Linked DNA regions of Mus musculus: region 1 is linked to region 2. The links are chromatin contacts, called in public promoter capture Hi-C maps. All regions are on one chromosome and are shown on one strand. The core of a region is the stretch at or near the end of the contact, and the rest is flanking DNA. Distances in the headings are between cores, read along the strand shown.

Evidence for each region. Promoter capture Hi-C pulls out the DNA fragments that hold promoters and counts their contacts.
Region 1: a contact with region 2 is called in a promoter capture Hi-C map of pre-B cells, with 6 times the contacts expected there. The contact joins the promoter of Irf8 here to the promoter of 1700016A09Rik in region 2. A contact is called at or near these places in 4 of 39 promoter capture datasets (the C10 cell line, liver and pre-B cells), 2 of 484 Hi-C or Micro-C datasets (embryonic stem cells and pre-B cells), 1 of 115 datasets of contacts at active chromatin or transcription factors (memory CD8 T cells) and 2 of 9 other capture datasets (liver and pancreatic islet).

The regions. Positions count from the first base shown.
Region 1 is chr8:120,733,757-120,740,548 of GRCm38.p6, reverse strand. It overlaps Irf8 (interferon regulatory factor 8), which reads right to left and starts at 4,191. Exons shown (of 9, transcript NM_008320.4): 1 at 4,140-4,191; 2 at 558-732. The coding sequence starts at 731.
Region 2 is chr8:120,532,855-120,539,668 of GRCm38.p6, reverse strand. It overlaps 1700016A09Rik (RIKEN cDNA 1700016A09 gene), which reads left to right and starts at 1,943. Exons shown (of 1, transcript NR_151732.1): 1 at 1,943-2,777. Gse1 (genetic suppressor element 1, coiled-coil protein) reads right to left here and starts at 2,260. Exons shown (of 16, transcript NM_001145896.1): 1 at 2,107-2,260. The coding sequence starts at 2,113. It overlaps Mir7687 (microRNA 7687), which reads right to left and starts at 973; the gene lies at 915-973.

The DNA.
Region 1 (6,792 bases), core at 2,942-5,441, 200 kb before region 2:
CTATAAAGGGTTAAGACCTTGGACCACCCAGTCCCAAACACAGGCTCCATCACACAGGAGCTATGAGATCCCGGAGAAGTGGCTTCTCTCCGTGGCAGTACAGAGTGCAAACAGGAGCATCACCTGCCACCCAGGGTGAGATGAGAGGGTGCCGACTCCTCTCAGGCCAGCTGTGTGACTTGCCCTCGGTGATCGCACTCAATCCTCTCAGAGGGGAAACATTAAAACACAAGCTCAGGGTGTCCCTCAAACCTGACCCAGAAGCAGTTGTGGAAGCCTGTCGCCCTTTATAGCTGATCCCTGCATGCCAAGGAGTCGCACTTTGAAAGAGCAAAGCCTTCCTTAGTACACCAAGCAGAGCATGTCAGTACACCGCAGCAAGAAGAGCGGAATGGGCAGGAAAGTCACTCTCAACCTCATGAGGGAACGTGCCAGAATCAGACACTCCTCCTTGTTTCTCTTGAAATAGTGGGCTGTTTAGTCATAGGATATCCCTAAATACCTCCAGAGCCAGAGGGAAACCAAAAACCACTGAGTGGGTACGCAGGAGGCTTTACCTTGAAGATGGAAGCATCCACCTCCTGATTGTAATCCTGCTTGCCGGCATGCTTCCAGGGGATACGGAACATGGTCTTCTCATCATTTTCCCAGATCAGCCCCGGGTACATGCTGCTGTCGATCTGTTCGATCAGCCACTGCCGCAGCCGCCGCCCGCCGTTCCGGTCACACATCCTTGGAAAGAAAGCAAATCTTTCAGGATAACAAATACATCTCTGTGAGTCAGAGCAGTCCCGGAACTGACTGCCGGAAGATCAGAGGTCCACGCAAAGGTGCCGGCTCAGGAAGACATCTGGACCAGTGCCATGAGAAATCAGCAGTGCCCGGTGGCCCTAAACCCAAAGGAAAACCGAAAGGCTGTTCACAGATGTGCCCCACCCACAGCTCTGGCTCTGGGTCCAGCTCTTCCCTGACCCCCTGTCCCAGACACTGAGGGCACCTGCTAGGAAGAAGTCCCTCTCCTACAATGCTGTGCTTTCTCTGAGCTGCTCGCCTCTCTAAGAACCAGCGTGACTACTGATACCCAAGGGGCCAGTGTTCCTCACAGAGTTTGATCCCAGCACCACCCGAGAAAGAGGACACCCTCAAGGCTGCTTGCAGGTTGCCCTTTGCCAGCTAGGATAGTAATAGTAATATCAGACAGTATAGGGTCCTGTTCCCACTGGGATGGAGTTAGAGCTGGAGTCCTGTGCTGGCTGGGTGTCCTTGAAGCCAATAAACCTTAGAGTGTTAAGGATTCGGTCTGGGAGCTGTGTGTACAGTACCTGCAATCAGAGCCTGTATCCTAGAGGACTCCTCCAACAACACAGGGAGTCCCTCTTACAATCAGCCCTCAGTGAGAACAAAGGGACAGTACAAAGCCAGCTCAGGGACTCCATATCCAGGCCCGCCATCCCCAGACACCTAATGGCACACTTGGACACTCTCGGGTCTGCTTTTCCTACAGCGTGGGGAGAGAGGGCATTTGTGCACAGGGACTTGCAGCCAGCATTTACTAGAACAGCCTGGAAATCCCCAAAGCAGTTGGACAGACGCCCACCCTGAAAACCAGAACACAGCACTTCTAGTCTTCCAACTAAAATGACCTCTTGGGGTAGGGAAAAAAAAAAAAAAAAGAAGTTATCATCAGTGAGAAGTCAAGATATCCCCAAGAACATAGTCACATCCAGAGCCAGCATGTCCCACAAAGTCAGGATTGCTGGAAAGAGGCCTGAGGGTCAGAAACTCCAGGCCGCTTGCAGGTGGTAGTGGGGCCAGGAAAGACGGCAGCAGCCTGAGAGGAGGGAGATGAGGTCTCTCCAGGGCTGGTTTTAGCCACACAGCAGCCCTAACTGCCACCAGTGGGCTTGGAAGGGAGCGAGGGCTAAAGCGGAGTCAGACTCCAGTCAGTTTTGAGTTTTATTTTTGAGGCAGGGTTTTGTATCGCAGGCTGATCTCCAACTCCCTAGTTTGATGAAGATGGCCTTGGACGCCTGATCTTTCTTTCTGCCTCCGTTTCCCCCGTGCTGAGGACTGGACCCAGAGCTTGTGCCTGCTAGGCAAGTGCGGTGCCACCTGAGGCACCTCTCAAGCAAATCATCAAGACGGCTGGGAAACCCTGACCTCAGCAGGGGCTCTTCACCTTGGGAAGCCATTGGCTCCTAAGTCTAAGGACCCTCACAAGAAAGGCAGGAAAGAAAGGTTATCTCAAGAAACCCAGTATTCTAAGACCACTGAGTTCATAAGTGACAAGTCAGAAAGGAATACCTAGGGAGAGAACTGAAATGGCATTGGGTACCCCTAAAACCAAGTAGAGTCCTGGCTCCAACAGCTTGTTCTGGAGAGGAGATAGGAGGCTCTCCTGGTTTGGTAGTGTCTTGTGTGGCCTCTAAGGATGAGGGTGGGGTGGGAGCTGGGGTCAGGGGTCCAGAGTATCTGAGGATGTGTCCATTGAAAGCCTCAACTCAGCTCCTGGAGATAGATTTGTGACCCATACCCCCATGGTCCCTGAGCCTCCTGAAATCTGAAGGGACTTCCCTGGCATGGCTGGAGTTTTTTCCAGAACAGGAATGGCACTTTCTTGTCAGGGATCCTGGGGTACCCAACACCCCAGAACTGTGAAAGACAGATGTCTTGGTGGGTGACAGAGAAAAGGGGTGTTTAAAAGGAAAGGTGAATGGCAGACCATGGAAGCTAGGAGGTTAAAATTCTCTAACCCAGCCTCTTCTACACTCGGAAGGGGGAGAGACTGGGAGGGACCACCATCCCCTGGGCAGGCACAGCACAAACTGCCAGCACCCTGCCAGTGACAGTACACACAGAAGGGATGCTTTCTTTCATTCATTCTGCAGATGAAAGAACACCTGACAGGGTCCGGCTCTCAGCACCTGGACAATCTCCTCTATTGCCTTGGAGGCCAATCTGAGGTCCTAGACAGGCATAGCCTGACTCTCTTACAACTATGGACAATTAATGGTTTATAAACACGCTCACATGATTCTAGCTTCCTCTTCTTGATTTTGAGGCAGCATTCCCTGTGGGCCCAATCCTGCCTACAGCTAACTTACATCTAGAGCAACGTGTCTTAGGTCAGGCTTCTCACAAGGCAGGGGACAGAGGCTCGCCTAACACAGCTGTCAACATCTGCACCAGCCATGTTTGGCGGGGCTCACACCACACCGTAATCCCTTTCATTCAGCCCTGGGCCACAGTCTGACCACCACTGAACGGAAATCCATCACAGACCCATCTCTTTCTGGCCCCAAGCTTCCTCAGGGACACTGAATCGGTCCCAGTTCTTCATGAAGGAGCCTGCCATAACTTAAAGGGACAAACCTAGAACTGTCACGAAACTGCTCTTATCGTTTGACTTTAAAAGAAAAAAACAGGGCCATTGAGCACCTGGGCACCCCCCAAGCTCCGCCTGAAATCCTAACACTCAGAAGAGGTAGGCGGATAACCGGGAGCTCATTGGAATGAGCCTGGGCTACAGAGTGATACCCTGTATCAGAAACAAAACAAAAACAAACAAAACAGTGATCTACCATTTTAAGATTCTAGTGAATGGTTTCTATTAGTTTCTACCCCCTGAACGCCCTTCCCGGCTGTGGGTAAGTAATCTTTCTCACCAGGGGAAAAGTCTGCCCCTATAGCCTGGGGCCAAGCTCACAGCAAATCTGGTCTTGAGAGCTGTGTGGGACCCACACGGAAGACTTTCCTTCCGGGGCCAGCTGGGCCACTGGACAATCAGAGAAGTCCAGCGCCACTGGGCAATCAGATTGCCACTAGTCAGAATCAAAGCCAGTCGGTCCCTGGGCGAGCCCAGTCGCGAGCTTTGGATAGTTCATGCATGGAAGCCGGGCTGCCGCGCGGTGATTGGCAGATCTATTTCTCTTCATTATGAAGTTGGCCATCAGGCAGATTTTAAAGGGAGAGGTGTTTGTTCATTTGGTTGGGTTTTGTTGTTGTTGTTGTTGTTGGTTGTTGTTGTTGTTTTTGGAGAGCAGCCAGAGCAAGCACCTGCTAACGTGCTGTGCACTCCGTTTGGGCGAAGGTGGGAGAGCCACAGCCCCGGCCCCCGCGCCCACCCCATCGCGTCCTACCTGCCGCCGGTTCCCACGCTGCCCGCGCCTCCGGGACCGCCCGCGGGCTCCTGGAGGCCCGTACGCGCGCGCCTGCTTTTATAGATGGGGCGGGGGAGAAGGCGGGTCCCGCGCGCAGAGCGACGGTCGCGCGAGCTAATTGAGGAGCGGGAGGGGCGCTGGCGCGGCCCAATCAGCGCAGCCTGCCAAATCCGCCTTCTCTGAAGCGCTCTCTTTCCGAGAAATCACTTTTGCACGTCCCCGACCCCGTGGAGTCCTTTTCTCTCTTTACTCCGGGGGCGGCGGGGGAGGGGGCTGCCCCAAAAATGGCCGGGGGGCTGGGGCGTCTGCCTAAGGTCAAGGAGGCTGGTGATGCACGGATCATCCTCGGGGTGTCGTTCAGGTTTGGAGAGCCTCTGTCCCGGGCACGTGTCCAGGGGCACCCTGAGTGTCAGCTGCTCAGGCTGGAGTTTCAGAGCAAAGACCAGTCCCAGAGCTGCGTGCTGGGTGACAGCCACTTGCAGCGCGCCCTCCTGGATGGAGGATGACCGCCTGAAATTGCGCAGGAAATCTGGGAAACCAGGGGAGTCGCGAGCGCTGAGGCTGGGATGCCCCCAGGAAGGCTACGCATTATCGGTTCCCTTGTGTCCCCCAGTGATGTCAGGAGCCCGGTCGAGCCTGTTCCCAACCTGAGTAGGATGTGGGAGCGGGGAGCCTTAGGTGAGGGTCGAGAGGGACTTTCGTTGCAGGCTGCCCAATTACACACCTGCGGCCACGCTTACAGGACTCTCACCCGTCTGGCTTTTAAAATACTTAGGAAAACGTTGGAGCCGCGACAAGAATTTTTGATTGGTCCACAAATACAAGAAGTATACGGCTAGGTTTCAAATAAATACGAATTCAAATAAGGATTTTCCAAACAGAACCTTCTAACTCTAGTTTATCCTGATGAGCATTGTGGTATACCTGAAAGGCACTTAAGACATTACCGGGTATTAGTTCAATGATAAATACCATCCAACAGTCAAAAGCCAAGTGGAGTTCCCTGGAGCCAAGGAATTTCAAATGAAAACTACTTTTCAAAGCTCATTTGTTTTATTACTATTATTATTGGGTTTATTGTTTGTTTTCCAAGACAGGGTTTCCCTGTAGCCCTGGCTGTCCCCGAACTAGACCAGGCTGGCCTCAAATTCACAGAGATCTGCTAGCCTCTGCCTCCCAAGGGCTGGGATTAAAGGTGTGTGCCACCATAGTCCAGCTCAAATTCTTTAATAGTAATATGGGAGTGTTTTAATAAGTGTTTGCTGTGAAGGGCAGAGTCCAGAAGTCAGACACGCTCAGATTACTACAACAGACTCCTGTGTGCATTTATACCCCTTTCATTTCCCAAATAGGCACCTTATAAGCGTATGCAGATTTTCCTACTTACAAATATCAAAGGCACAGAACAGATCCCAAATGTCCACCCAGTGTGCCTGCCTCTTAGCTAAAGGTAGAGAGAGATTAGGGACACCAGCCCTAGCTTCTGGTCCTAGCAGCAGGTGTCTCTGTACACACTAGAAGACACCAGCCCAGCCTGCCTGACAACTGTCCTGAAGCCATATACATCGGGGTGTGAGTGGGGTCTATTTTTTTCTAACTGTTTTCCTAGAAGTCTGAAATAGCTCCACTCAGGACCTAAGAGAACCCAAGCCACCTACAATGGGCACTGACTCACAGCTGAATATTGATGGGGTCTTTGAGGGTGAAGCTATGAAGGTGGTGTCTCATGTGAGCCACGTGTACATTTCCCACACGCCAGCGATAGCCACTCAGGAGAGATTCAGTGTAGGATCTCCTGGCATAAGTCATATGTCGGGGGTGGAGCTAGGTCACATCACTGCATAAGAGAAGAGGCATGTGCAGGGCTTAACTAAGGAGAAGAGGCCCCGAAGTGTTCTAGAGAGTCCATCACCACCTCCCAGCCTCTCCAGAGGAGGCAATTAAACATGTCCTCCAGACCCAGTGTACTGACTGGTTCTCTGGGACAACCTGACACAACCTGGAGTTATCACAGAGAAAAGAGCCTCCCTTGAGGAAATGCCTCCATGAGATCCAGCTGTAAGGCATTTTCTCAATTAGTGATCAAGGGTGGGAGGGCCCAGACCATGGTGGGTGGTGCCATCCCTGGGCTGGTACTCCTGGGTTCTATATGAAAGCAGGCTGAGCAAGCCAGGGGAAGCAAGCCAGTAAGTAGCATCCCCCCGTGGCCTCGGCATCAGCTCCTGCTTCCTGACCTGCTTGAGTTCCAATCCTGACTTCCTTTGGTGATAAGCAACAATGTGGACGTGTAAGCTGAATAAACCCTTTCCTCCCCAACTTGCTTCTTGGCCATGATGTTTTGTGCAGGAATAGAGACCCTGACTAAGACACCCAGAGAGCACACCCCCACCCAGAGAGACCAGGCTGCTGTTGCTGTGACCCAGGCTTTTTCTGAGGTTCCTTGCTATGGGTACTGTCACCAAATCTCTGTCCCTGTCTCACTCTCTCTGTCCCTGTCCCTCTGTCCCTGTCCCCTTTCTCTCTCTCTCTCTCTCTCTCTCTCTCTCTCTCTCTCTCTCACACACACACACACACACACACCTTCCTGTCACCTAAAAACTGCCTCCTCTCCACTCACTGTGTATGGCCACTA
Region 2 (6,814 bases), core at 694-3,193:
CTTGGGCGAGGGCCTGGCTGGGAAGGTGCAGGCCCAGGGTCCACCACAAAGTGGTGCAGACCTCTCCTCCCCCTTCCTCTGGCTAGAGGCGCAGGGCCCTGAGGTGGCTGCCTTTCTGCAAACCGCACAGCCCTTTGAGATCTGCAGCTTCCAACTTCCTCCAGAGACAGGGAAGTTAAGTTACTCACAGCCAGAGGCCGCCTGCCTGCCTGCCAGAGGGACAGCTTAGCCAAGAGCAACCAGAGGCTTCCAAAGGGTCAGGCTGTTTTGGAAGCTTCCCACCACCCCCACCCCATTAAAAACCTACCTGGAGGCATCAGAATCGCCCCAGGCCAGCCCCAAGGTTAGCTTAATGGGGGCCTGACAAGGCCTGATTCCTAGTAATTTTAAAATGTTAACTAACTATATACACCCCCTTTTCAACCGTAACTGGTCAGAATCCTACTAGCTGCCCCCAACAGGTCAGGGCCTGATCTGGCCTCTCTGCCTTCCCGGTTCGGAACCTGCCCTAAGGCAGGCACAACAGAGCCCAAAGCCAGGACAGGCCTCCCACCTCCTTTCCGAAGGCGTGGCTGACCCCGGGTCTCTGGCTGGCTGCTCACCAGCGCCCCCTCCCCCCAAGCCTCCTCCGCTCCAGCTGCCAAACCAGGCGACAAAAGCCAACCTTGTACCAAGCCATCAAGGCGCACACACACACACACACACACACACACACACACACACACACACCCCAGGAGGTGGTCAGGCGTGACCCGGTGGCTGTGAGAAGTGTTGAGCAAGCGGCTTCGGCACAGCGAGCCCCATCGAGGGAGGCTGCCAGCAACCCTGTTCCGGTCCACCCGGTGGGGCGTGACACCCAGCATAGCAGATGACACACGCTGCCAGTCGGAGCCTGTGCCCCGGCCCCCCTCACCTGTGGCGGGGCGACTGAGTGGCTGAGTCAGACACAGCCTGCGCCTCAGGTTCCCCGCCTGCGGGTGGGGGCGGCTGTAAACACAGGCTAAGCAACACTTAAGTAGCCAAGCTTAAGTAACACGGACGCCCAGGGAAGGCTGCTCGCCAGGGGGGCCTTGTCTTCCTCGGGAAGAGGGGGTAAACCAGTCTCAGACTGAGACACTGCCAAGCGGCCAGCCAAGACCTCCTGCCTCTTTGTCCCCCAGTGCTGGGAATCGGCTTAGGCCCGATGCTCCCTCCTAGAGCGAGGCTGCGCCTTTTGTTCCGGTCCTCTTTACAAAAGGATCTTGTATTTTGGTTTGTTTTTTTCCCCCCTTCCATTTGGTGGTCTCGCTTGTTTTCAAACCCCAACCTGTGTGGGCCCCAACCGCGACAGATAAGGCACCGCAGGGGTCTAGTAAGGGTTTAGAGTGCTTTAAATGCATGGAAGACAAAGGCTGGTTTGCACCAAACCGACCCAACTCGAGCTGGCACCCCCACCACGGGTGGCAGGTGCGCGGGGGCGCCCCTTGCTCGCTCCCGGCTCCGATGCCCAGACCTGCGGCCCCAAGCCTGCTCCTCGCAGTCCTATTCGGCCCCCGCCACCTCCCGGCGCTCGGAGAGGCGGGCAGCGGGGAGGGCAGCCCAGCTCCCGCTCCGCCTCCAAGAAGGGAATTTAATTAGCCTGCCGGAGAGGCGGCGGGCGACGAGGTGTCTCTGGTGCTGCAATATAATTGAATCGGCTCCACTCGGGCGGGCCACTCGCCGTCAGCGCGGCCGCGGGGGGCGGGGAGGCGCATCCAGGCGGAGCGGGAAGGGCTGGGCGGGGGGTTCGGAGGCCCCTTGGACTGCCACCCCAGGTAAAGCACCCCCCCCCCCATCCAACCACCTGCCTGGGCGCCCCCGCCCCATCCAAAGTTTTGCTACAACCCCGAGCCCCGGAGCCGCCCCCGCGCACTTCCCCGCGCACTTCCGCGGCAGCAGAGCCGGCTGAGCCCAGCGCGCGCGCGCGCAGCCGCGAGTGTGGCTTCAGGTCGGCCGCGCGCCCCGCGCTTCTCGTCCCTCACACCCGCGGGACCTGGCACCGGCCGTTGGCGCCCCTCCCGAGCCCACAAACTTGGGGAGAGGAAGAACGAGGGAACCCCCGCCACCATCCCCCACCCGCGCGCTCACCTTTCATGCCAGGGCCCCGCTGCTCCACCGCTCCTGACACATGCCGGAGCCACCGTCGCCCGGGTTTGTCTGAACTGCTTATCTCACCCGGGGCTGTGCGGCGGCGGCTCCGCCGCTCGGGGAGGTGGAGCTTCCGGGGCCTGGGCCAAGAAACACCTGCTGCTGTCGCCGCTGAGGACACACCCAAGCGCAACGCCGCCCACTCCCCGGCCCCGGCTCGCTCCCGGCGCCCTGACCTCAGCCGGCGGGAGGTGTCGGGTTTCAGCCGCAAGCGCACGCGCGCGCACCGACAGACCGCCCGGAGCACCCAGCGCGGTCACAACCCGCCGGGTAGGTGCCGCCCCCCGCGCTCCTGGCGACCCTGGCTGTCCGGACAGTCCAGGGGGATCTCTCAGAGGCCTCGCGGGCCACTCATCTCCAAGAGTAGGGAGGAGTGGCTTACAACACGCCTGCCATATCCGAGCCTCATAGCCGCCTCCCCAAGCGCCTGGAACAGTGCCTGGCACCTGGCCACCCACTAAGAGAGGGGAGGGATAGGCCTTTCCTTGTGCTGAGTGGAGGGGACCACACAATATAGGCCGTTGGCCTCTCTCGATCTCCAAGATGCCTGATCTATTACCACAACTTTAAAGGACTTAATGTTAAGAGCTCGGGCCACGAGCCTCTGTCCCAAAGTTTTGCAAAGTCTCCATCTCGCTTTAAGGAATTTTTGAGAAGGCCAAACGGCGGGGGCTCTAGTTCTTTAAAGAGCCCATGTTCGAGAAGTCCACGGAGGCGCCGCTGCGCCAGGGGCATCATTAAGTAGCTGGGGTTGCGGTCAGAGGCGAGGCCGCCGCCTCCAGAAACTGGCACAACCCACCGCGCCACCGGCCCCAGCGCACCGCCTTCCCACTCTTGGCACCCCCACCCACCCTACCTCACCCAGGCACTTCACGGGGATGACTCAGGGAGCGTCCTGAAATTCCTCGGCACCCACAGGCGGCGCGGAGAGGGACTGTGGGCCCCAGCGTCCCCGCCCACAACGCGACCGATCCCTAGAAACACCCCCTTCCCGCCACCCGGGAAGCGCGAGGTTACAGCGCGAGCCAGGCAGCCGGGGACCCTCGGCCGGACCCAGCGCGCAGAGAGCAGCCATCGAGGTGGCAAGGTCGTCGCGAGGTCCCGGGGTCTCCCCCGCCCGGCCTTTCTACACAGCTCTCTTAATGATCCTCCACTTTCAGACTTTCAAGCCCGGAGGCCACCGCACCGGGGGGGTTGGGGGGGGAACCTCAGCGCCGCTGCGGGTCTCAACTTTCCACCGCGGTGCCAGCCCCAAACCTGCCCCGGGACATGCCCGCGCAGTGCTCCGCAGGCGCGCGCTGCCTCCCCCGCCTTCCTCCCTCCCGCGCCAGCCGGGACAGCGCCGGGAGCGAGCGCGGGCGCCAGCACCCCCCGTCCATCTGTTCCCGATGACGCCGGCGGCGGGCAGCGCTCGGGGCCCGCGCCAGCAGAAGCCGCCGATGCCGCGGGGCGGGGGCGCACGCCGGGCCAGTCTTGCACAAGCCCCTGGCCGACCACAAACGACAAGGGAAACGGGCGGGCGAGGGAGGGCGGAGTTGCTGCTCCTACCTGCGGCCACCGGGTCCCTGGCCCCACACACGCGCTGCGCGGCCTTTGGTCCACGCGTTAGTTCGCGTCGCCCGGGGCAGCGTGGCCTCCGCAAGTTTACGACGCTGGAGACCAGGAGGATGCGCCGGGCTCCCCAGGAGTGGGGGCGGGGAGAGGCGCCTTTACCCGTCGGGAATCGCACGCGGGAGGGGGGAGGGGGGACAGGGAGGTGTCAGGAGAAACAACTGGCCTCGAGCCGTAAAAACAAAATGAAAAACCTCCCGGGCTGGTCCAACCCCTTTCCCACCTGGATTACTGGCTTGGGGGGGTGGGGAGGGGACAACATGTAAATGAGCAGCTCGCACCTGGCCGCGCTGCCTGCGGGCCAGGTTCCCCAGGTAACAACACCAGGCTCTTCCTCCAAATCTTGTCGCACCTTTCTCCCTAGGGTATCTAGAAGGCCAAGTTCAGTCACCTGTTTGGTGAGAACTAGGCAGGCCATCCTATAAATTTGTGGGTGACCACTATGAGCTACCACCTGTTTTGCTTTTTTTTTTTTTTTTAAGAAGCTGGCTGCTCTCCCCCACCCCACCCCAATACAAGGCAGCTCCGCTGAAACCGTACCCCCAACCGGGGTTTCAAATGAGGTACCTGCCCAGAAAGTAGTCAAGGTTGCAAGCCTGCAGGTGAGCCAGGCATCCTCCCCCAGCTTCTCAAACCAGGAGTCTGGTCTCCATCCAGCCCCAGACTGTCCAAGGTAGCAAGAGGGTGACAGACACCCACGATGGCCACAGGGGGACAGCAGTGAGCCAGCTATGTGCACTCAGGCCAGAAAAGGCTGGCAGTCACCAGGAGATGGATGGTCCTCACTGTCCCTACACCCTGCCCCAGGAAATCAGTAATCCTGAGCAGGGCCTTTGAGTTTAAGGGTGGGAATTGCTCTCTAGCCGCCATGTGGCTGGCCCCTTGTTAACGAGATGTACCCTGTATGGATGGACTGCTAATTCCCGACTCCGAGGCTAAAAGCTAACCTCCCTCTAGTTGCCGCCCCCTCCTCCTTTTTCTCCTCCCCCTCCTCCTCGCAGCTGCTGGCTCCCACCCCACCAGCAAGCTATACAAGCCTTTGCTCTCTGGGTCCTTTCCCTCAGTTCCATTTGTTTAGGGAAGTTGGCTGAAAGAGGATTTGAAACATCAAGTGCTAGGGACGGTCCTGGAAGGTGAGCAGAACCTCTTAGCTCAGGATGCTTGCCCGTCTAGGACACAGGAGCACCCAACTTTCCTTGCTAGGGTTCTGCCACGCTGGGCCACCTAGAATAGGAAGCAGGATTTCCCTCAGCCCAGCCCAGCTAAGCCTGGTTTCCTCTGTAAAAGCCCTGGACCTCAGAAACCGATGAACTCAAAACCCCAGGCAGGAGGGGTTTCTGGACCTGCAGGGTCTGCCAGAACCAGGACAGGTATGGGCAGCATCCACTGGACACACATCAAGTCCCCCCCCCCACCGCCCGGGCCCTCCCCAGAAACAAAACTGAAAATTACAGAGCCACAGCTCAGAAAGGCCACAGGGCAGATACCAGAGGCCCACAGGCGGGCATGTGAGGCAGCCAGAGTTAGGGAGGTGAGAGAGCAGGCTGCAGGCTTAGAGCCTCCTTCACCAAGGTCGTGTTCCCACCTGAACCCCGTCTGAAGTGAGCCCTGGAGGTCAAGTGCCTCCCAGTCTTTTCCTCCTGGGGCTGGGCAGGAAGACATAAGATGATGTGGTTTCCAGTTTTGACCAGTCCGCTGCCCTCACCAGAGGCGACTGCTTTGTCCCCCGGCAGCTGCACCTCCATACACTGGAGCCCTAGACTGCAGCATGGACCAGACTTAGCCATCACAAAGAAACTTTCCCAGCAAAGACTTGCTGGGCTCTTGTCATCCAGTGCCCTCCAGGTCTGGCCAGGCAGGTGGTGAGCACCACTTCCAAGTGTCAATGAACCTGCCTCAAGGTTCTGAAACTGGAACACAAGCCTGACCTACGGTTGCTTACTTACACCTGGCAGTATTCCGACAATCCACACCCCCCACACACCCCCAACTAGGAGACCTTCAGCGGAGTTTGTTACCCTAGTTATCCAGGCAGGGAGGTGGTGTCTCTGAGTTCAGGCTCTTCCTCTGCAGCAGTAGGAAACCCTGCAGAAGGGGGGGGGGGCGCCACTGGCCTTGGGTTTCTAGCATTTTTGCTTTTGCTAAGTCTCTGGATGAACTCTTGGTACCCAGAAAACCACCCTGGTGGAAGGGGGGCTGAGAAGCAGAGAAAGAGGGTCTGCCCAGACTCCATCCATCCTGACCACCTGAGCCAGGCTCTCCACAGCAGCTGGCAAGCCCTCAAACCCGGCTCCACTTTCTTTCTCTTCCCTCTTCCACATCAGCAGCCATCCTTCAAAACCCTGCTCAGATCTATGCTCTTAGAAGGCTTTCCCATCTCTGCCTCTGGAACTCACCTTTCCAGGCTGGTCTTACCGGTTCAGACAAAAGTGGGCCTGGGAAGGCGCATTTACCCTGACTAAACTGTTCTAGGGTGTATGGGAATGACACCCTGTTCTGGGGGGGGGGGGGGAGACCCTTGTCTCACAGCAGTGACTGCCCAGGGCTGGGGGGCTGGCAAGCAGGCTCTAACTGCCTGTAACTCAGGCTTGCTGACCCAGGACATGATGCGGGACAGCGGGGAACGGAAGGCAGCCGGTGACCTTCTAAAGTGGACTCCTTTCCATCTAACATGCGGGTCTGACGGCTGGCTGTTGGGGACTGAGGTCACCCAGGCAGCAGGAAGGGGCTAAGACCTGGCGGATCCCCTCGGCCCATTGGGGAGTTTTCCTCTTAACCCTGGGCCTCGGCGCCACTTCCTGCGCTTTCAGCGCCGGCTCCCACCCGCGCCCCGCACACAGCTGCACTCTTTTACAACCAGTTAACAGCTGTTTTGCATAGATTTTCAATTCTAATTGCCTCGCTTTGTGAGCGCCTCCGAGCCCCGGTGAATGGGGACGCCGTGGCCCACGGCTGGAAGGCGGGCGGGAAGAGGGCACTTGAGGGGAGAAGAAGGGAGCCAGTGTGCGCAGGCTGCCTGCCTTTATGTTTCTAAACA